Regions from separate parts of the Mus musculus genome. Here all the other regions are linked to region 1. A link is a contact called in public HiCAR-type and promoter capture Hi-C data. All regions are on one chromosome and are shown on one strand. The core of a region is the stretch at or near the end of the contact, and the rest is flanking DNA. Distances in the headings are between cores, read along the strand shown.

Region 1 (4,791 bases), core at 1,020-3,519:
GAAAATGGGCTAGAGACATTCCAAAGGAGATTTTCTGTGGCCAGGGAAAAGGATTTCCAGCTCTCTTGCCTTTTATTTTAAGAGTACTAATGGGACTGGAACATTCCTGAGTGTATCCAAACTGTCTTTAGAGGAAGCGGCTGGGGCTGTTTTCAGCTTGGGGAGGAAGTTGGAGTTTAGAGCCAGTCTTTGGGATTGCCACCAGGAATTTGACTCCCTGCCATTTAGTCTTACTCATTTACCAGCGTCTCAGAGGTCACTGAAATGGAAGAAGTAAACTTCTCAAAGAAGTGTTCTTAGAGTGGAAGGCACTGAATGAGGTGACAGAAGGAGACCTAAATGTTGTGCCTAGAAAATGGGGGAGGGGAGCCCAGGGGAGGGTGGCTAGGATTGCTCAGTACTGTGCAGTGAATTAGAGAGCTGTCCCACTCCAGGTTTGGAGGCTTTAAGGCCAAGGGCAGCCTTCACAGAATTGGGCTAGACCAGGAAGGAGGTGGCCAGAAAAGGTCGTCTTGAAAGCCAGGGGCCGTTGGGTTTTATGGAGCATGAAATGTACCCAGTGGGAGGCATTTGAACAGGGAAAGGTCACAAGTGTTTCAGGTCAAAGTGAGAGCGACACGCAAGAACTAGGTGGGAGCGGGCTACACGCCGCCATGGGAGAGGGCCTCCAACTTCGGTGCTAGAGACCTTTGTGACACCGGTTCCCTGGTTCTCAAGCCCCTGACAGATCTGTGGAGGGGCTGACTAGAGGCAAGCTCCCCTGACGCCCTGCCTCTTGAATGACAAAAAAGGAAAGGAAGCGACTGCTGTTAGGTATGGTGAAGGACAAAGTTTATGGCAGATAAAAGGGGGTGCAGAGACAGAGGCAGAGACATCTGGGAGAGTGAACATCCCCAGACTGAGCTGCGCCACCTGAGGAGATGTGGAAACAGAGAGCTAGAAGGGGAGCTGCCAACCAAGAGAGGCAGCTTGGTCTAAGAGACTGGCTAAGAGAGTAAGGGGTAAACTGAAAGGAGCAGGTAACCAAAATGGCTGAGTTACATGGGGAAGGGCTTCTAGGGAGAAAGGCAGCATGTTTCCCGGGCGGGGAAAAATTAGAGTAGGGGCCAGACATATCTTGTAACAAGTAGGGACTAAGGGATGCAGGCCACAGTAGAAACAGAGACTGTAGGCTGCAAGTCTGGCCATTTAAGATTTACACAGCCAAATATTGCCAGATTTCTTCCTTCCTTCCTTCCTTCCTTCCTTCCTTCCTTCCTTCCTTCCTTCCTTCCTTCTTTTTTTTTTTTTTTGGGGGGGGGGGTTCAAGACAGGGTTTTTCTGTGTAGCCCTGGCTGTCCTGGAACTCTGTAGACCAGGCTGGCCTAGAACTCGGAAATCTGCCTACCACTGCCTACCAAGTGCTGGGATTAAAGGCGTGCGCGCCACCACTGCCCGGCGCCAGAATTATTTCTTAAGTACATCAGTGTTGTTCGATAATAGTCGTTACAGAGGGTCATCTTGGCCACTGGGCAGAATTATGCTTTTCTCCAGAGAAACGGGGCTTTATGTCAGGCCAGAACTTCAGGATGCTTGTATCCGTTAGAGACACGTTCTTTGATACGCTAATGTGTTTAATGGCTGGTTGTAAATCAGGGTTGTCTTTTTTTTGGTTATGGGAATGGAACCTAATGCACATCAATCCCCGGGAAGAAACATTTACAGAATTCTTTCTAACAAGCCTGATAACTTTGGATTTATTGTAAAGGTAGCACTACCTCAGCTAAATTCTACTCTGTGTCACTTATTGTCTCCTAAGCAAGTTGATTAATAAATCCCATCACTCCCACCAGGGAGCTGCAGACCTCCCTCTCCAGCCAGTGGCTCAGAGTCCAGGCCTGGATACCGGCTGACGCTTGGCGGAGCCAAGAGCTAGCAGCAATCACTGCCGGAGACTGGCTATAGTGGCTGCCGCATAAACCTCTGGGTGGGTATCCATGGTGACTGACACACGCCACGTCCAATGGCGGCCTGGTGCCTGTTTGTTTCTCGTCCCAGCCTCCCCAGGGATTGAAGCTTCTTTGACTGACAGCTCGTCCCTGGGCGCTGTTACGTAAGGGGGAGGTACGAGCGCGGCCCCACCCGAGCGGCGCTAACTTGATTGGCAGGACGGAGCTCCAAGCCCCAACACCTCCCGGAAGTACGTTTTTGATGGACGGCGAGAGAGAGCCATTCGGCATGGGTATCCGAGCGGAAGCGCCCAGTCTAGGGCGTGTCCAGGGCGTGTCCCGCTGAGGGCAGGGCGGGGCGGGGCTCTGCGGGAGAGGAGCGGCAGGGGCCGGGCTGCAGGACAGCCGGAGATGCTGTTGGCCCGCGGTGGCGCTCGGCCCCCAGCGCTCCGCACCGAGGGCATCCAGGTAAGCGTCTCACCTCTGGGCTGGTGGCTACCGAGTCGTCAGGACAGAGGGTTTGTGTCCGCGGCCCGGCGTTCGGTTCCCTGGGGTGCGCTAGGGACCGGGGCGACGGCGGCCGCGCGGGGACACGGGGGCGGGGCCGCACCTGTGCGCTGCAGGCACCTGCTGCACCCGAGGAAGAGGGCGGCAGGGTTGGTGGCGCTCTGCTCCGCTTGGTCTGCCCCTCCTGCGCTGGGTCCCGTCTGTCTGGCGAGGGGCTGACATGAAGCCCCAGGCTCTCGGCCTCGGCTGCAGACTAGCGGGCCCAGCCAGCCTCCAACTCGCTTCCAGGCTAGGGCCGGGCACCAGCCTTACATCACCTCGGGACAGGTTTGTCCAGATTCTCTACGTGCTCCGAAATGGGATTGTGCCCCGGGCCAGGGTGCCCGGCCCAGCTAGCTGCCCAGCCAGCCGGGCTGTCGGAGGCCCGGGCTGTTTACTTTTCCTCGGTCCTGTCTGGTGGCCTCTTAATGTGGAATTTCGTAAACCCTTTTTGGGGTGATAACATTAGTTAGCTCTGTGTCACAGAAGAACGATGGTAGCTAGGTCTCATTGGCCCTCTGCGGTATACTCACTGTCGCATAGGTGAAGATGCAGACTTCGCTCAGCTGTGTAAATGCATGCAATCATTTTTTTTTTTTAAGAGTCAGAGGAGCAGGAAGTCTGGTGGTATTTTCTGCGAATAAGGATGGAACCTGTTTTCCTTACATCTGTCATTACTATTGGACGATGTCATGCTATGCTTATGGTAGATTGCTCATCTAGCAAACTGTAGTTTCTGAAAAGTTGGCTACGGTTCCTTGTGCTTATGTTGCTATTGGAACCACTGAGTTAAAAATATGGCTGCGCTGGACGGTACATGGTACCTTTTGGAGGAACTGAGGGCCATGTACTGAATTTTTAAAGGCAGAAGACATGAAAGGTGCCCAGTGCCAGTACATTTACAAATAGGAAATGCCACGCCTCTCAAGAGGTGAAGAAAAACCTTGAGAAAACATGTGTGTCTAGGCAGTGGGTTACTAGTCCTTAAGGAAAATATATAGTTTTCATTTGAGCCAAACAGGAACATAACCCTCCTTGAATTTTTGATGCACTATGGTGTCAGCCACCTTTAAAAGCAGGTTTGCAAAGCCCTACCTGGCTGCAAGTCAGCAAGTTAGTGGGAGAAGTGGGATCCCTGTCCTCTGGTTTAATTACTGGGTGACACTGTCTCCTGGAAAGCACGGCAGCAGTTATAGGCACTGGCTGGTACCCACCCATGGATGCTATATGCCCACAAGGCACTGCTGATTAGAGATACTGGTATAGCATTGCTTCTTAGAAATGTGAGTTTTGACCCCTTTCACCTTCAGGGATATAAATAAGAAGCCATCCTTTTAAACTCAGCAGACTTTGTGGAGGGAGTCTTGCAGCTGAGCTGGCTACTTTTGTGTCTGTCTTTGTATATTTACTAAGCCACCCACTGACCTTGTGGTCTTTGAAACCTGGTTTCTTTTTTTTTTTTTTTTTAAAGATTTATTTATTGATTATATGTAAGTACACTGTAGCTGTCTTCAGACACTCCAGAAGAGGGCATCAGATTTCATTAGGGATGGTTGTGAGCCACCATGTGGTTGCTGGGATTTGAACTCTGGACCTTCGGAAGAGCAGTCGGGTGCTCTTACCCACTGAGCCATCTCACCAGCCCGAAACCTGGTTTCTTATCCACTACCTGAAGTGTCTCTCTCCTTTGAACCCTCTGTGAATGTACGCATTTGAAATTCCTCAGGTGCAGAATACTGCAGAATTTTATACTGTATTTTTAGTACTTTAAACAAACCTCCTTTTGCTAGGAATACCAGTTACCTGTATTCCCTGTAGGTTAAGGCAGAGGCAGGAAGATTGGGAGTTTGAGGCCAGCCTGGGGTGTATCCTGAATTCCTGACTAACCTGGACCACATAGTGAGTTTTTGTTTTCTTTTTTTTTCCTTAAAGGGCAGTTTCTTGGAGTAGTAGGGACAGGACTCTACTCCCTTTTCCTCATACAGGTATATACCCCCCCCCCCCAGGTCAGGGTTTCTCTGTATAGCCCTGGCTGTTCTGAAACTCAGTCTGTAGACCAGGCTGGCCTCGAACTCAGATCACTGGGCTCATGTTTTTTCTTCCCTCACTGGCTGTTAGTCTTGTGCTTGAGATAAGTCATCCAGGAGATGCCTAGTCCCTCACCGTGAGGGTGGGGACAGTGACAGATAGAGCTTGAGTGTAGGTGTTAGAGTGCATACTGACTTCCCATTAGTCGGGTGCACAGAGGAGCCATACTGTGCTATAGGCTCATTAGGAGCCATGGCTGCAGTGTAAAGCAAAGCTGAATCTTGACCTT
Region 2 (4,228 bases), core at 1,613-4,112, 2.1 Mb after region 1:
TGGAGGTGTGCAGGTTAGAAGGAACCCCAGCTGTGGCACCTCACTATCCTTCTCTTTCCCGACCCGTTCAAAAATAAAAAAATAAACCCCAATCTGTGTCCATTTTTTATTGATTTAATTATGTCTTTGCTCTGCGGCACGCGGTGCCTCGCCAGCTTGCTGACACTTCGGCGACCGCACCAGCGAACCGCGGAACTTGGGCGCGAGACAATGGCCTGTAATTGATGTATCGCCACCAACAATAAAGACCAATTCTCTCCCGGCCATTCCAACCGTCCCCTTCCTCCCATCCCCCTCCTCCACCTCCCCTCTTCTCTCTCCCGGCCAAAGGGAAAGAAAACAAACAAGAAATTAGCGGGGGATGCCGCTCACAGAGCCAGGCGCCCGCCTCTACGTCGTCGAGGACTCAAAAGAACGAAAAAAGTTATCAAAGTTTAGATACCCGCAATTAATTCGTCTCTGCTCGCCCATTTTTAATTAAACAGCGCGAAGCAGCAGATTTTGCGTTTTCGTTCGTTTGTGGTGTTTGGGGGGAGATTCCCCCCACCCTTAATCACACATAGAGCCAACAGTGAGCACGTGTGAAGCATCTCCCTGGAGCTTCCCGCGGAGCACACCCCGAGAAGGGCTTGTAGGACCGCCAGCTCCACTGGGTTTCTGGCCACTGGATTGCCCGGAGGCCAGGACTTTCAAGAAGCCAAGAATGTTAAAGACTGTTGAGGGCGGCTCTAAATACCGGCAGATTCAAGGAAGAAAGGTGCGCCTGGAAGCTTCGGTGCACCCTGAGGGGTGCACGTTGGTGTGTTTTCAAGCGCTCCGATTTGCGGGGTAGGGGAGAGTGCTAGATTTAAAAGTGTTCCGGTCTGATCACGTTCCCGGGGGTTTGGGGAAAGTAAGCGGCTAGCACCCCAGGAGCGCGCAAATCCATCTTTGCCGAGAGATCTCTTTAAATATTCAGTGAGAAATAATGGCATTTGAAACACCACCTATGGAAACATTATTATCTTCATTCTTCAACATCAGAGCCACTGATAGCTTCGTTTGTCTTTTTATCAAAATCTACAGTACCCAACAGAACCTGGAGAGAAGGGAAGAGCGAGATGCGGGAGAGAGCCGGAGACCAGGGAGACGCGCGAGGGGTGGGAGAGCAAGGACAAAATAAAAAAAAAAAGAGAGAGAGGAAGGATGGACGGGGAGAAGGAAAGAAGGCAGAAGTTAAACCAAGAAGTATAAAGTCAGCAGACATAAAAAGATACTTTCAACTAGCACACAAAAGATTAGGGGAAAAAGAACCGTGGAAAGGGGCTAAAAGCCATTTAAGAGAGTGCGACATGGGTCCTGAGTTCCAAGGCTCTGCTGTGAAGGCTAGTGCCCACTTCGCGCGAGCCGACTGTGTCACGATCCAGACTCAAAGGCGCTCCAGAATTGGGGCGTCCTTATGAGCCCTCTCCTCTCCTGATCGCGAGATAGGGCAAGGATTGTGTATCTGCACCCCTCCCCCGCCTCCACCCCCATTACTCAGCCGAAGTTTAGTTAGTTTAGTCCTTCGGGTGCAGGACTTCGGGAACCTCGGCGAGCGGAAACCCCGAGGCAGGAGGAGGTCTAAACTAAGCCGAGGACCAAGCCTCAGGTTCGCAGGCGCCCAAACCCGGAAGAGGGAGTACAGGGCCCGGATCCCTGGGTCCCGTGAGCGGGTAAGAGAGGCTGGCTCCCAGCTCTGGGAGAGAAACAGAGAGAGATGGAGAGAAAAGTTTGGGCGCCGCACGTAGCAAGTGTCGGAAAAGTGAAGGCGAGTCACGGCGTAGCTAGCAGGGCAACGAACAGGACCCCCCCTCCATGCTCACTCACTCCGGGTAGCCACCTCGTCTGCGACGAGGTGGCGGCCTCCACCCCTAGGACACGGAGCACTAGGGTCCAGGGTAGAGGCGGTGCCTAGGGTCTGGCTCCAGCAGCACCACCCAGGCCAGGGGAGCGCTGCTTAGCACAGAATTAGCTGCGCCCCTCCCCTCCCTCCCGCAGAAGCTGAACTCGGAGCTCAGGCAGGTCCTTGCTCTCCACCCGCCCGGAGCTTGGCGGCGCCACGGTGGCCGCCGCCTCCCCGCGGAGTGACGCGCCCTGCAGCCAACCGGGGCGGCCGGGGGGAGGTTCGGGAGGGGGTCCTGGGCGGAGCCGAGCCGCCCCCTTATCCCACGGGCTCGGGGCGCTTCTCCCGAAAACTTCAGCCCTAATTGTCCCGGGAATGTCCAAGGTAGAGAAAGGGAGCTAAGGAGCCAGCAAGAGGCTGGAGGGTCGCCGCTCCCAGGCAGGGAGAGGATGGGGTGGCGAGAAAACTGCCCCTCCCCCCAAGCCCCAAACCCATCACGTCCCCAAACCTTTCCTGGGTCCTCTTCTCCGCACCCCCGCGAGCCCGGGATCCTGAGAGTGGAGAACTCTGGGCGAAGGATCTCCGAGCCAGGCGGCGGGCAGGCGGGAGGGAGGCCCGGCAGCGAGCGGGAGGCGGACTGGCGTGGGGCTGGCTCTTCCCCACTCGCTTTTTTTTTTTTATGAGAGTGGGGGTGGGCTGCTTTCTGGTAGCTCTTAAAGAAAATGAAGGAACACTCACGAAATGGGGCGCCCTCTCCTACCCCGTCCCGCCACGGGACTCCCTCCCCCTCGCGGGCCAGTACGCAGCGCGGGAGTTAGGAAGTTCGCCGCTCGCCCGCAGCCTGGGTCCCCAGCCCCCGCCGCCAGCCCCACCCCCACGCGGCCCTGCTCCGCTAGGCTCCCGGGCGAGCATGCTAATTCGGGTCGGCCCAGCCCGGGATGGAGGGCGGGGGAGGGGGGAGGGGAACGAGCGGGGGGCGCCGGCCGGGGCGCTGGGCGCGCAGTGGCGAGGAGGCAGGCCCCCGGCGGCCGGGCCGCGGAGTCCCCGGCGGTCGCCAAGAGGGTTAACCAAGAGTCGGGCGGCGCGGCGCGCAGAGCCAGCCCCGCGGCCGGCTTATTGGGCCAGCGCGCGGAGAGACAGGGGTCTGCAGCAAATCACGAACTAATTGATTAAGGCGAGCGGGTTTGAATAGCGCTGGCCCGGTGCCAATCGCCTTTCAAAGAGCCCCTCTATGATTAATCGCAATGCATTATTGATAATCATAATTATAGCAGGACACATGCGCGCTGTGCCCGGGGCCGGGGAGCCGGGGAGGGGGCGGGCGGGCCGGCGGGCGGGGGGAGCCGCCGCCGCCGCCGCTCGATTTCCGTAATTTTGAGAAGATTTTTTTTTAGTAATTTTTTATTCTGCCCCAGCTGATGTTTGAGCCAGCATGTCGCGGAGGAAGCAAGCGAAGCCTCAACATTTCCAATCCGACCCCGAAGTGGCCTCGCTCCCCCGGCGAGATGGTGAGTGCTCCGGCCGGCGCCGCGGACACACAGACACGCACTCACACGCACACTCGGACCCACGCACACGCGGCGGGCCCCGCGCCCACCGCCGCTTTCGCCTTCTGCACTCGGCGCGTCTGATTTTATTTCATGCTTCCTCGATTTCAATTTGCCGGGCCAGGCTTCCCCTGTCCCGGGAGAGCCAGCCTATCCCGGCTGGAGCTTTCCGGAGTTCCGTGTCCTCGACTGGGCGGAGTAGGGTCGACTGGCCGGCTCGCTCCTCCGCCCAGAGGGTCGGAGAAGCCGCGGCCACGACCCTGCCGCCCCGAGGGGCGATCTCTCGGGCAGAGGCCATCTGGAGCTGCCCACGCGAGCTCTCTCCCGCTCCCCGCGCGCCACCCGGGTCCCCGGGCTGGGCCTCTGTCGCCTGGGCCTCACCGCCCAGCCCTGCGGCCAACGTTAAAGAAGTTTACTTCGTCCGGGTGGCTGAACGCCGAGCGCGTGGGGAGCTCTCCGTACCCACCCCCCCCCCAAACTCTCGTTCCCACTTGGCTAGCGGGCGAAACATGGTACCTTTGGGGGTTCCGAGCCGTGAGAACTGGGGGTTGGGGTGGAGGAGCGACATCCTGGGGTCGCGGCCGAGTGCTGCCGGTCGCTCTGGAGACTGACTTAGGGACAGGGAAGTGTCGCTTGGTCCGGCTTCCCAAGTTTGTTCTCCTGTCGTTTCTTTCCACACTTGCACCCATAACCCGTCAAAGTCGGGCTTGGATGTGTGCACCCCACGTATTATGGAGTCCCATCCTTCGGGACCCGTTCTGGTAAGGGTCATTAGACACTTTCTTGGGTCCCGGGTATTAGCCCGCCAGACCCCTGG
Region 3 (4,688 bases), core at 262-2,761, 2.5 Mb after region 1:
TGGAAAGATGCACGGTAGGAAGAGGAGGGGCAGAGGCACACACCTCTCTGCAACCTCTTGTCTCTTTACCACACTAGGCCCTCTGCCAGGCAACACGAGGCAGAGGCAAATGAGATCCGGCCCTTGCAGCTGGGACTGGCTAGCCAGAGGCACGCCATGCACAGTAGTTCTCTCAAGCTCTTGCCAAAACCAAATTCTTATGGATATGTGTGTTCTTGGTATGATAGTGATGGTGGTGCAGAGAGGCAGGATGTTGTACAGAGTCCTGAGCAGAAAGGCAAACGATGAGGATTTTAGTATGCCCTCAGTTGCCAGCCTCACACGCTCAGCATGACACCATTAAGTGTTCTGTACACCTTGACTCATCATAAGCTTCCTGAGGGCCTGTGGGGTTGAAGCAGATGCAAATGAGGGCGAAACCTCTGTGACAGTGAAAAGCAAGATTGATTTAGTTGAGCATGGTAGACAGCATCTATTCATCACAAGATCCTTTCAGTGCAAATGTGAGCCTCGGGAGGAAAAAGAGATTAAGAAGCACATGTACCCAAAGGAACCCTCTCGGCCTATCTTCAGCCATTAACGCAATTCGATAAAAGACAAAGAAGGCAATGGACTCCAACGGAGAAGAGATGGGTGGGAAATAAGCCTGTAAAATGTCTACCATAATTATCCTTTGTGGGACCCAGTGTTGTAAGCTATGAGGTGACACCCCTGCCCACACTGTAGAATGGCTTCAAGAAGTATTAGCCATGCCAAGGGTAGAGAAGGTACAGCCTGGCTCATTCACAGCCAGGGGAGTGCAAGATGTCCACCTGGGCCGTACCCTAGCCTATCCCATGACCTTTCTGTGTCAGGCACTGGCTCCGCATCCCACCAGCTCCATGCACCAAACCTCAGTTCTCCAGCTTGTCAACAGAACACGAAGGGCCCCATTATGCCTAGCTCATAGCTAGGATAATAACTATTAAAAGAATGTATCCCCAAATCCTCATGTTAGACTGAGATCCCTAACATAATGGGTTTGGGAGGTAGGGTCTTCTGAGAGTTGACTGTCATAAGGACAGTCTTCATAAAGGGATTTATGCTGTAACTGTGAAACTGGGGTGCATAAGGTAAGCTTTCTCTTGTCTGTCCACCTCCTACCATGGCATGTCACATGCGGCAGGACAGCCCTCACAGACACTACCAGTGTGCTCTTGCATGTTCCGGATCCAGAGCTATAAACTAAATAAACTTTCGTGTGTGTGATTTTTTTTCCTTCAGTTTATCGTCTTCTGTCATTGCCACAGAAAAGGACTAAAACAAAGGACTTTGAAATGAATTCTCCAAATGCCAGCTATCGTTCGGGTGTCTAATACGTATCAAGCTGCTTAAAGCTGCTGTGAAGTTAAACTGTCCTCCTGTTGGTGGCCTTGACCCACGTGGCCTGTATGATGTACTGCAGATATTTGTCTAGGAGGTTCAATGTACATCTTTCAGCAACCAATAAGCTGGGGCCCCTGAAGGAGATCACTCAGCCCATTTCCTGTTTTCAAAAGGAGAACTCAGGATTGCGGCAGACATTCAGCCATCTAGTTGGACCTTGCAAAAAGAGATCGGACTGGGGCATGTGACTCTCCTGGACCCCGAACCCACAAAGCCTGAAGATCCCAGGTCAGTCAGTGTTTGACCCCAAGCGTAGCTGGCTTCTGCGCCCTGAGACCCAGTGATGTCCTTGAGAGGCCCTCTAGGAACTCCCTGGGTACTGGTTAGGAGGGACCAAGGGTGGTGAGAGTATGGGCTGTCCTTAGAAACTGGGGCCAAACCCACCTCCAACCTCTAAGCCTGACTCCTTTTGCAATGCCAGGCACTGGTCCTGTTCCTGGGAACAAGTCCAGGCTTGTATTTCTCAAAGGGTGGACCCTGTAGCCGAGTAAGAATCCGGAGCCCACCCCAGCTCTGTCTGGGTGTTGTGGGGTAGGCAGCCTGCTTGCCTTAGAGCTCCTAACACTTCCTCTCCCCAGTCCCAGTGGGGATTCTGATGTGCACACCCAACTGAGAGCGCTTCCAGCGGCAAGCTCCACAGAGAAGCACCCAGGGGTCCCATGGTGCTCAGGGCAGGTGGAGCCTTGGCTGGCCCTTCAATGGAGACCTGAGGAGGCTGCCCTACAAAGAAAGGAGACTTAAACTCAAACTCCCGCAGCCAGGGCTGCCGCTCCCTGTCCTTCCTTTCCTTCCTTCCTCCTCCTCTTTGAATGGGTGCCTCTCAGTTCTTCTGTCTTATGGGCAAGGGCTTTTACTATATTCTACCAGATTTTCATTAGCCACCCCCCACAACCTTCCCCCTGCCCCCGAGAAAGGTGGCCTCGGCTCTACAAGTGGCCCTGTGTATGAAGGAGGAGGACTGAAGAGGGCAGGGCCCCTTGAAGTGGGGAACAAGAGCCAAGGCTCCCGGAAAATGAAGATTGTCATGCACAGAAGATAGTAAGGGGTGGAGGGGTGGGAGCCTGCGACTCTGCTCTGTCCTCTGGGCCAAGTCCAGTCCCAACATCTGCAGTGCTTTGTTCTGATGGCTAGAAATCTTTCCCACTGAGGGTGTGGAGTGATAAGGCAGCCCTCAGAACCCTCTGTCCCCAAGGAGCTTAGCAGCTGGGCGTAGTGGCGCAGGCCTTTGATCCCAGCACTTGGGAGGCAGAGGCAGGCAGATTTCTGAGTTCGAGGCCAGCCTGGTCTACAGAGTGAGTTCCAGGACAGCCAGGGCTATACAGAGAAACTCTGTCTCAAAAAACTAAAAAAACAAAAAACCAAGGAGCTTAGCAAAAGGATCAATTGCCCACAGGGGGAAACTGAGGCTTGGATGTGTTTGGGAAACTGTCAACATATCATCTTTATCTACTTGTCTTTAAATGGGTCACTCCCAGCCTGTCCTGTAAGAGGACAGGAACAGCTTTGGTTGTGGCTTTGAGTTTTATTCTAAGCCTCGGTTTCATGCCAGTTTTTGAATGGTTTACCAGAGCACGCAGCACGGGCACATTTCTGCGGTCTTCCGAAGCCCCATGGAAGAAGTTCCCTGCAGATCTGGAAAGGCCTGGACCACTAGGGCCAGTTCCACAAGCCACCACTCACTTCACAGACAAAATCATAGGGAGAGTACAGAGTGCCCATAGGAAACACTACATCTCCATTCGGTAAAATAGGCCCCCTTGGCATACCTGTAGTCCCAGCCCTAGGGAGGCAAAGACAGGAAGATTATGACTTCCGGGCAGCTTGGGCTACATAGTGAAGCACTATCTCAAAAAACAAAAGCAAGCAAACAAATAAAACCCCCTGTTAAATATGACAGCCTATGGACTACCTACTATCTTGCTTTAGCACTTAGCACAGTGGTTCTCAACCTATGGGTTGTGACCCCCCCCCATAGGGGTCACAGTCAGATATCCTAAATATCAGATATTTATATTAGAATTCCTAACAGTAGCAAAATGACAGTTGTGAAGTAACATCAAAATAATTTTAGGGTTGGGGAGTCACCACGACTTGAGGTATTGTATCAAAGGGTCACAGCATTGGGAGGTTGAGAACTTAGCAGAACATGAGGGACCCATCCCATCAACACTTAACAGTGTGATAAGGCTTATAGCCACCCTTCCCAAAAAAGGAAAGGGAGAGATGGAAAACAGAAGATAATAAATGACGTGCCCAGGGGCTGCAATCAGTCAGAATGGGGGTCATGCCTCCTGACTCCTCCACGAGGCTGAGAGGTTAGCAGGTCACACAAGCTATTGAGTACCCAAGCATATACAGCACTGGTCCAGCCGGGACCCTGTTCTGTGCCTCAGTTTACCCACCTCCTGTCACTGTGAGGCCTGATGGAGGGTTTCTGATGATACTTAATGAACCGCTGATTAGATGCCACTCAGAAAATAGTCCCTTCCACCTGCCATATGAAGAACAGCCCCTGAGGCACAGGCTAAAGCCTCCCCTAGGCCAGACTAACTCAAAGAGAGGATGTGATGACATCATTGCACTTCCTCTTGGTTCCTGTGCTATGATGCTTAATCTTGCCAACTTAACTGGACTTACAATACCCTGGGAGCCGAGAGAAGTCGACCTCTGTGTGCGTCTGTGCGCTGTTTCCGCAGATGACTAAGTTAAGGGGAAGACCCACCCTGAATGTGGATAGTACCATGCCAAAGGCTTGGAGGAAAGAGGAAAGTGTGGTTCAGTGAGCTGGCTTTGCAGGTAAAGCCATTTGCCACTGAGCCTCATGACCTGAGTTGCAGCCCCGTGACCTGTGTGGTAGAAGGAAGGAATGTACTCCTGCAGCTGTCATATGACCTCCATACTCTTCATGAGCTGAGGGACATGCACAGGCATGAGCGAGCATGCATGCGTGCACACACACACACACACACACACACACACACACACACACACACACACACACACACACACACGTTAAAAACAAGGGAAACAAGGGAAATGCCTCTATAAATGCAGGCATGTTCTCTCCGGTCCCCCTCCTCTTCCCTTCCTCTTTCCTCTTTGCTTCCCCGCCACCTGGAGGTGAGCTGCTGTGCTCTGCCCATGTCCTCCCCGCCTCCATGAGCTGAAACCTGAAAATGAACATAATAAAGCCTTCAGCTGTTGATGCCTGGAATTCTGTCAGAAAACCTAACACATGTGCCCAAGACAGTGTCCAGCCGTTT
Region 4 (4,265 bases), core at 1,645-4,144, 2.8 Mb after region 1:
TAAACTGGTAAATCTCCTTTTTATTGACTTGAAATAATTCACATTGAGTCTGTCTTTCTTCCTTCCTTCCTTCCTTTCTTTCTTCCTTCCTTCCTTTCTCTCTCTCTCTCTCTCTCTCTCTCTCTCTCTCTCTCTCTCTCTCTTTTTCTTCTTGTTCCTTCTCCTCCTCTGCCTCCTCTTCTTCCTCTTCCTCCTCCCCCACATTTCCCTCCTCTTCCACTTCCTCCTCCTCCTCTTGGTTTATCGAGACAGGGCAACAGCCCTGACTGGCCTGGAACTCTTTGTAAGCCAAGCTGGTCTCAAACTCGCAAAGATCCTCTGCCTCTGCCTCTGCCTCTGCCTCTGCCTCTGCCTCTGCCTCTGCCTCTGCCTCTGCCTCTGCCTCTGCCTCTGCCTCTGCCTCTGCCTCTGCCTCTGCCTCTGCCTCTGCCTCTGCCTCTGCCTCTGCCTCTGCCTCTGCCTCTGCCTCTGCCTCTGCCTCTGCCTCTGCCTCTGCCTTCCCCTGCCCCTGCCTCCCAAGTACTGGATTAAACATGAGAGCCTTATGCCCAGCTCAAATTCAGTTTCCTATCACTTGCAAATGGCAGGGTCCTAAAATATCATCCTATCATCTCAACACTGGAATTCAAGGCTAAGCTACAGGTCTAGGGGTAGCTCGGCACTACCTAAAATGTGGCGGTAAAGGGACTCTGGCCAGCTCGAGTGTGGCAAGCATGGCTCTAACAGGCCCTGTCCTTCTCCCCATTCCCTCTACCTTGCTCAAAACCATTAGATTAAATATATAAAGCTAGCCACCAAGGTCTATTCCCTTGTTTGGCTAATTCCTCCTCCTGAGATTGCCTACCAAGGTCCAGCTATCAAAGTATTGAAGTCCAGCCATCAAAAGCCCCCTTTGGCTCACCTAATTAACATGCACAATCAAAATTAAACACCTCATCTTAACACACAGTTTTCTCCTTTTACCTAAGAGCACTGTCTGTCTCCTTTGTATCCAGAGGCAGTCCTTTGTCAAGGGCAAATACCCCTTACTCCTCTCCCTTGTTCCTGTCCCCTTCTCCGTGTCCTCTATCTCCTGTCTTTGTCTCTCAGTCCCTGACCTTTGTACCTCTAAAGCAAGTAAATCTTTGTGCTGAGAATTTGGCCTTGGAGTGTCTTGAGCTGACTTCGAGGTTCCCTACAGGGGTTTACACACCTAGCATACCACACACAAAGATAAACAACAAACCTTCCAGGAAAAAGCCATCCAAGAGTCCAACTTGTTGTTGGTTTTTGTTGTTGTTGTTGTTTTAATTTATGTGTGTGCGTGTGGCTGCATGGATCTATGTGCACTAAATGAACACAGGTGCCTAAAGAGCCAGGAGACACCCTGAAATTGGAATTACAGGTGCTGTGAGCTGGTGGATGGGGGTAAGTACTGGGAACCGAACCCAGGTCTTCTGGAAGAGCAGCAAGTGTTCTTAACTCCTGCATCTTCTCTCCACTCTCAAGTCCACTTCTGAGTACAGTAGAAAGGATCGGTTAGATTCTTTCTTGAGGAAAAAATGAGATTTTTATAAAATGTATAGGCCACTAGAAGGCTAAAAGTGCAGTAAAGACACTTTGCACTGTGTGTACTAACTAATGAAAAGGATTGTGACTCCAGTTCAAGCCTGGATTTGAATACTGATTCTACATCTGACCCCTATCTTATTTCTTTGGGCATCCATTTCCTCCTCTATAAAATGGGAATATGAATATTACCTGCTCTTGCTATTTTGTAAAGTTGTCTCACACACACACACACAGAGAGAGAGAGAGAGAGCGTGCACTTTATTTCCCTAGACATCTCTGCACATGCAACAGTGAGCTCTATTTTTAGATAGCATGTTACTATGTAGCCCTGGCTAGTCTGGGATTCAGTCCTCCTGCCTCAACCTGAGGGCCGGGATAGGCCAGCACAGCCATGCATGCATGCACCATCACACCCAGCACAAGCAGATCTTAACGTGGCCCATCTGGGTAAGTGCCAGTAGACAAAATTGTCAGTGAGCCACTGCCCAGAAGGGCTGGGCATCCAGAGATAAGAGAACAGGAACGGCACTGATGGGGGTGAGAAGCAGACAAAACAGCAGGCAGCCTGTGCCTCCCTGGGGAGCCAATAGCTGCAACCCCACCACCTTTTCGGAGGCAAGTTCTAGCTAATTTCTAGACCCTTAGCTTCCTTTTCTTTCCAGTTACTTTAGCATATAAATTGTTTTTTAAACCACAAAGAAAAGCATAAAAGTAAAAGAATCCACCCCTATACCGTCCTGGTCACCTGAAATAAAGTAAGCAGTACTGTTTCCAGCCTTTGAATCCAGACCACACCTTCACTTCCGGTCTCACTTTTGAACAACACTGCTGCACACTTGGTGCGTTTCATTTAGTTAACATCTTGGAGGCTTTATTCTATCATGAACAAGCCTTTGTTTTTGTTTTGTTTTGGTTTTTTTCTGTATGCATTTATTTATTTGTGCAAGAATATATATAAATGTAAACATTAGAGGACAACTTTCAGGAGTCGATTCTCTCCTTCATGTGGAACCTGGAGAGCGAACGGAGATCGTTAGGCTTGGCAGGACCCATATTCTTGGGTCTGCCCGATCCTGTACAGATGGAGTTCAATAATATTGCTAAAGACAAGAAACAAAAGCCAAGGAAAGTTAAAAGGATTCAGGAAAGCAGGGAAGAGCGTCGGGGATGGAAAAAGAAAGTCAAGACAGGCCCCGCCTCTGAGCCCGCCCCCCAGCCGCAGCCCCGCCCTCCACCACAGGCTGCAGCGCCGCCTCCGGCCGCCAGGGGCCGCCACGCGCCGCAGACCGCATCCCGTCCGCTCGGCGGCCTCTCTTTCCCGCTGGTTTGCCGGCCTCTCGCCCTCTCGCCACTGGTGTCGCGCTTCGGTCGCGTCCCGCGCGTGGTTTTTTTTTTTTCTCGTGAGGGACCTCGCGCCGCCGGGCGCGTGCCGTCCCCCTGCCTCGCGGCGCGGGCTCTCGCGGGCCCCGCTCCCGCCCTCCGCTCGCCTGGCCCGGACCGGAAGCGGCGCCGCACGGCCTGGGCCTGGCGCGGGGGGCGGGCTCTGGGGCCCGGTCGGACATGGGCAAGAAGCACAAGAAGCACAAGTCGGACCGCCACTTCTACGAGGGTGAGGAGCGGCTGGCCTGCCTGCGGAGCCGCGCCGTCCCCTGCCCGCAAGGCCCCGACCCGCGGAGATCGCCCCCGGCGGGGCGGCGTTCGACTCGGGCCTGCCGGTCCCGGCGGGGGTTCGTGGGGCGCTGGGAGGTGGGGCGCCCGCCCTCGGCCGGCCCCGGCTCAGCCCCGCGTCCTGCTCTTGTTTCAGAGTACGTGGAGAAGCCCCTGAAGCTGGTCCTCAAAGTCGGGGGGAGCGAGGTCACCGAGCTCTCCACGGGCAGCTCCGGGCACGACTCCAGCCTCTTCGAAGACAGAAGCGACCATGACAAACACAAGGACAGAAAACGGAAAAAGAGGAAGAAAGGCGAGAAGCAGGCTCCGGGGGAAGAGAAGGGGAGAAAACGGAGAAGAGTCAAGGTAAAGGGGGCTTTGTTGCTTATGGCCCCGGGCTCCAGTTCCCAGCCTCCTTAGCCTGTTCCAGTGCGACACCCAGACGTCTGGGAAGTCTGGCTTTGTGGAGGAGTGAGACAGACCAGAAGCCTGGGTCACCTGGGCGCTCAGCAAGTCTTGTCCCAAGTGTCCTCTCGAGCACCCGTGCTGTCCCCACACATCCTGTAAGCAGCCGAGTCCTGGTCTTCCGTGACTCCTTCAAAGGCTGTTTTTTTTATAATTGTCTTGGAAGGGTGAGAAGTCACTCACCGGAAAGCCTGGGAGGTTTGTCAAACGTAGCTGTTCTTCAGAAGTGAAGGCGATCTACAGGTGTCCCAAGTGTTCTCCTGAAATAAGTTATTTTAATGACAAATGGAGCTGGCGCGGCGTGATGGCACGTGCCTGTGATCTCAGCGCGCAGGAGACTGCGGCCAACCTGTGCTGCTTAATACAAAATAAGCAACCGTTTTCATTAACTAGAAAAGAGTAAGTAGCTAATGTCTTGATTTGCCAGGTAGGTTGAATAGTGCGGGTTAACTTTCTTCTCAAAGGTGAGTCCACCCATATCTGGAATTGCCCTAGAATTCTGCCCTTCCAAAATGTTAGCTGCCTGCCCTCAAGTGCTTACTAAAATGCGTTAGTACTTTTTGAAAGTCATCCTTTCTGAGGCTTAGTTTTAGAGTTTTTCT
Region 5 (4,640 bases), core at 540-3,039, 2.4 Mb after region 1:
CCAGTGAGTTTGAATCTTCCATCTCTCAGGCACTGCTCCAGCTGGAGATGAACTCAGATCTCAAGACATAGCAGCAGGAACTCAACATGACCAAGGAAATTGAAGTTGGAGGTCCAAAAGCTATATTAATTTTTTTTTTTACCAGTTCCTCAGCTGAAATCCTTCCAGAAAATCCAAGTCCAGCTACTTTGTGAAATGGAGAAAAGGTTCAGTGGGAAGCAAGTAGTCTGCATTGCTGGGGGAGGACTCTGCCCAAGCCAACAAGGAAAAACTGTACAAAAACACAGTGAAGGCACCCAGAGGCTGCAACCTGATGACAGTGCACTATGCCATCCTTGAGGGCTTGATCTTCACACATGAGACTATGGGTAAGAAGATAGTGTAAAGCTGGATGAGCAGCTGGCTCAGAAAGGGCCACTGAGACAAAGAACAGCAGAACAATGTGCAACACAGGGCCACAACATTGTCTGCTGTGGATAAGAAGCTCACAGGCAAGGATGTTAATTCTGAATTCCCAGAGTTTCAATTTTAAAGAAAAAAAGTAAACTTGCCATTCATAGTAATAAACATATAAATGAATAAATAAAATTTCGTAATTTTCTCATGTCTGAAAAAAATGAAGCACCATAATTTCTCACACTTTAGATTATAGGACAAATCATACTAGAGATTAATTATGTGGTCTTAAAAACTCTATTTAATGCAAGTTAAATTCTAAACTGCTAAGTAAAATTTTATTTCTCTACCAGAATCTTCCTCTGTTACATGTAGAGATCACACAACTCTTTTTCTATTAGCTTCCACATATCTCATAGGTTTATAGCAATGGTTCTCAACCTGTGGTCATTCAACTTGGGAGATTACATACTAGATATTCATTACAATTCTTAACAATAGCAAAATTACAGTTTGAAAGTAGCAACAAAGCAATTTTATGGTTTAGGGTCTCCATAACACAAGGAACTGTATTAAAGTGTCACAGTATTAGTATTAGGAAGTTTGAGGACCACTGGTTTATAGGGTGATGGTTAAATCAGAAGAAAGTAGACCTGCATTACAAACAGGTACAAGACACTTCCCTGCCTCAGTCTTAGATATACAAAGACACACCTCATTGGTGATCAGTGCGAATTCCTCAACCTATACTGAAGCCAACTGCTTTTCAATTTAAAGTAAAAAGCTCTGCACTTCACAGTTTAACTCATACTTCATGCAGTACACCTGTAGCCAGCTACTTGGAAAGCTAGGATAGAGGAATCACCAGAGTCCAGAAGCTTAAATTCAACATAGGAAACTTACCAAGGCCCTCATCCCCAAATAAGAAACCTATAGCTTTTTTATGTTTGAGAGTAGGTGATCTTATGGAGTGTTTTCTGTGTGTATGACATGTAGGTATGTGTATGAAAAGGTATGTGTGCATGTGTGTGCTAGTCCTCAAGAGCTTATTGTGTTTTGTTTTCTTTAAAGAATGCCTCCACTGACCTGAGAGTTGCCAATTAAAATAGGCAGGCAGCTGATAGTGATAGCTAAGAAATCTCAGGAATCTCCTTGTCTCCATGTCCCCAGTGTTCTGTCAAAAGGAGACAATAATTCCTCAAACTCCAAAAGGCTGTCCTAGGCTATAGAAGGATTTCTGCTAGTTAGATAAAAGCCAGCATTCCTCAGGAACTTCTGAAGCTGGTTCCTCTCTACCAAAGGAGCCATTTCCATAATCACTGGTAGAAGGGACAAATGGTTCTCTGTAGTGTCTATTAGCACACCAGAGTGCATGCTGGCCTCCAGGCTCCCTCGGCATCCTAAGTATCTGTGAAACACTTCACAGCCCATGCTCCTCTCACCTCCTCCTCTACCCTAACTCTCTCCAGCTCATGGGCTTCCCTACTCCCAGCCACCCATTTGTTCCCTATATAAAGGCAAGAGTTTCCCTTGCCCCCACAATTCTTGCTTCTCTTGCAAATGGCCCTGATCATGTCCAGTCTGCTTCCTTTTCTTTCTGCTCTGGACTCTTTCAGCTGCAAAAACCTCCCCTGACAATTCATGGGGTGGCCATTTAGTTTCTTTACTGCACCCTCACAATCATGTACATAAAACTTTAGTTTACATAAAATGCTTGAGTTACACACACACAACACACACACAAATACTATATAGATTATTTAACATTTGGAAAATCAGATATCATGTAAACTATCAAGAATAGCTCCATACCTGTAACCTTTGGTTTATTATGACTAGATGAACCTTTGTCACCTACACCTCTTGACATAAAGGCAAGTTTGGGAGGCCTCCTTTCCTGTGTCACGCTATCTGAAACAGCAAACACACTTTTTAATATAAACATAAATTCATGTAGAAGAGAAATAGTTTAGCAATCAATGACAAGAGCATAAACAAAACAAAACAATCCTTTCCAACAAAAAAGAATAATCTTTATAGTCATGCAGATTCTCTTTAAAGACTCAAAAACACTGCAAAGTAATTTCTCACGGAAAAGAACATCAGCACTGTTCTTTTGTAAATCCTTCCAAATGCTTTAACTTTTGAAAAGCTAGTCAGAGGAAGTCGATTCTGTTTGATTTTTAAAAAAGCTATAAAGAAAACTTTACATAAAGAAAACCTTACATAAAGAAAACCTTATTCATAGTTTTTGCTGCATTTTCCAGATCAGCAAGCCCAGCACAACCCTCCATATTACAGTGTTTTACACTCAAGCATTTACAAAAGGTGCTGAGATAAAGATGGACCATTTATTTACTGCAAAAATCAGAATCTTTACACGCCGACATGCCTAAAGAATCTCTAAATGATGTGGCACTAAATGTATTTGATAAAACCTTTTGTGCCATTCTAGTGAGAATCTCAGATTAATTTATTTCACAGAGATAGCTTGATAACAGTCTGTTTAGGAGACAGATCAGGATTAGGAATGCTCTGAGGAGTAAATATGCTTCCACTTTTAACACAAACACATTAAAAATAACAGATGTGTATACAAACACATGAAAACAAGAAAAACACAGATTTATGCACAGATCAATAATGCAGAAAGCCAGAGACGCACAATAGTAATTTTTTTTTTTTTTTTTTAAGAAAGCAACCTAAGTTTCATTCCAAAGTACAGACACAAAAAGGTTTGGCAAACTTCTTTAGATGCAAAGGTATTTCTAAACCTTAAAACAATGTCAGAATTCATATGACACTTATAAACACGGACCAAATAAACATAAGGGAGTTAGGTGAAAGGTTCCCCCTTAGGAAGTCCAACAGCACATCCATGAAGTGCAGCACAATGCTGAGGAGCCATACCTGATAAAGCTGTTATCAGCAAAAAACGGGATCACCCACAGTGGAATTTTGAGGACAGAAAGGAAAAATAGGAAATTTTTTTATATTTAAAATACAGAAAAGGACATTTAAAATGAAAAAGGGAGTCACACTGAATTAAGTAAATATAAATAATGCTTGATATCTTTTTCCATGGTTGGAGGAAGAGGGAAATATATTATTAAATATATATTAAATTATATATATCTTAAACATCTCAAAATACAATCAAATGAAATACTGGAATATCATTTCAATTAAAAAATTATACTGGATGACCATAATTTTAACAAATAATATAATAAAAGAAATACTAAAAGTGCCTTTATGACATTACCATTCAGGTATCTGTAAATATCATCTATGAGAGTTTTTATAGGAAAAAATAACTCTTTGTCACTGGAGAAATGCCCAAGTCATAGCATATAAACTGACTAAAGACAACTATGCCCACTGTCAACTATAACTAAAAGTATGTAACTCTATTAAAAAGAGATGTTTGTAATCCAACATATATATACATATTAGGCTTAATGGCTTAAATCTGAAGAAAACTTAAATATGATATGGTTGACAGGGTGAGGAATAAATTTAGCAGACAATTTTCTTAAGATTGAAATTATCATGATTAAAGATATTCAAGGATATAAGTCCACTCAAAAGCACACCAAAATGCACACAGTAGCCCTATTCATAATAACTAATGGCTAAAACCAATCTATTCTATAGAACAAATAAACATTGAGGTATATAAAATTGTGAACTGAAGATAAAGGTCTGTGGTAGATCACTTGCCAACATACCCAAAGCCCTGGGTTCAACCCTGCACCACAAGAAAACAACAGATAGAGTTCACTAAAAATGTGGTCTACTAATACACCTTACTACTACATAACAATAAAATGGAGCAAACCACCGCTACACACAAGAACACTGCTGAGCAAACGAAACTAGACCTCAAGTATACACAGTATACACACAGCAGGACTGCATTCAAAGTGATAAAACTAGGAATTTAATCATTACTCTTTTTGGTCTGTAAGGAAAAAAAAAGAGTATTTTTGGAGATTCTTGGGCAAAAATCCTAACAATAAAAGAGTGAACAAATTACTCAAACAGAAGGTCTATAAATTTGAATAGCCCACTAAATTAAGAGGGGTTGTTTAAATGATGTATTGTTCAACATCCTCTATCATGGTACACAATTCAAACCCAAATGAGGATTTAACATGTAACAAAAATGAATGAGGGTATTATAAAAGCCTCATGTGCAGGCATGCTATGTACAGCAATTATCTAAAAAAATCTCTGTAAGT

The links. Promoter capture Hi-C pulls out the DNA fragments that hold promoters and counts their contacts. HiCAR-type assays count read pairs that join an accessible place to other places.
Region 2: a promoter capture Hi-C map of embryonic stem cells shows a contact between it and region 1, with 5 times the contacts expected there. The contact joins the promoter of Sall1 here to the promoter of Aktip in region 1. A contact is called at or near these places in 1 of 39 promoter capture datasets (embryonic stem cells) and 3 of 115 datasets of contacts at active chromatin or transcription factors (astrocytes, embryonic forebrain and embryonic stem cells).
Region 3: a promoter capture Hi-C map of pre-B cells shows a contact between it and region 1. The contact joins the promoter of Snx20 here to the promoter of Aktip in region 1. A contact is called at or near these places in 3 of 39 promoter capture datasets (the C10 cell line, liver and pre-B cells), 1 of 115 datasets of contacts at active chromatin or transcription factors (astrocytes) and 1 of 9 other capture datasets (adipose tissue).
Region 4: a promoter capture Hi-C map of embryonic stem cells shows a contact between it and region 1, with 4 times the contacts expected there. The contact joins the promoter of Brd7 here to the promoter of Aktip in region 1. A contact is called at or near these places in 3 of 39 promoter capture datasets (embryonic stem cells, liver and pre-B cells), 2 of 115 datasets of contacts at active chromatin or transcription factors (astrocytes and embryonic forebrain) and 1 of 9 other capture datasets (liver).
Region 5: a HiCAR-type map of astrocytes shows a contact between it and region 1, with 5 times the contacts expected there. The contact joins the enhancer-like site here to the promoter of Aktip in region 1. A contact is called at or near these places in 4 of 39 promoter capture datasets (the C10 cell line, hippocampal neurons and liver) and 1 of 115 datasets of contacts at active chromatin or transcription factors (astrocytes).

Annotation. Positions count from the first base shown.
Region 1 is chr8:91,131,505-91,136,295 of GRCm38.p6, reverse strand. Aktip (thymoma viral proto-oncogene 1 interacting protein) reads left to right here and starts at 2,269. Exons shown (of 10, transcript NM_001302266.1): 1 at 2,269-2,396.
Region 2 is chr8:89,041,496-89,045,723 of GRCm38.p6, reverse strand. Sall1 (spalt like transcription factor 1) reads left to right here and starts at 2,862. Exons shown (of 3, transcript NM_001371070.1): 1 at 2,862-3,372. The coding sequence starts at 3,297. Gm3134 (predicted gene 3134) reads right to left here. Exons shown (of 3, transcript NR_166639.1): 1 at 3,928-4,228.
Region 3 is chr8:88,632,951-88,637,638 of GRCm38.p6, reverse strand. It overlaps Snx20 (sorting nexin 20), which reads left to right and starts at 1,511. Exons shown (of 4, transcript NM_027840.3): 1 at 1,511-1,653.
Region 4 is chr8:88,360,801-88,365,065 of GRCm38.p6, reverse strand. Brd7 (bromodomain containing 7) reads left to right here and starts at 2,894. Exons shown (of 17, transcript NM_012047.3): 1 at 2,894-3,160; 2 at 3,356-3,564. The coding sequence starts at 3,112.
Region 5 is chr8:88,716,965-88,721,604 of GRCm38.p6, reverse strand. It overlaps Cyld (CYLD lysine 63 deubiquitinase), which reads right to left. Exons shown (of 17, transcript NM_173369.3): 5 at 2,209-2,307. It also overlaps the pseudogene Gm17995. Among named protein-coding and RNA genes, the nearest start is that of Cyld, 22 kb to the right of the region's middle. Within about 2 kb of position 1,789, at least 7 of the 459 cell types and tissues checked have an H3K27ac peak or open chromatin away from gene starts, as enhancers often do. A contact at or near this core is called in astrocytes, where this site is marked.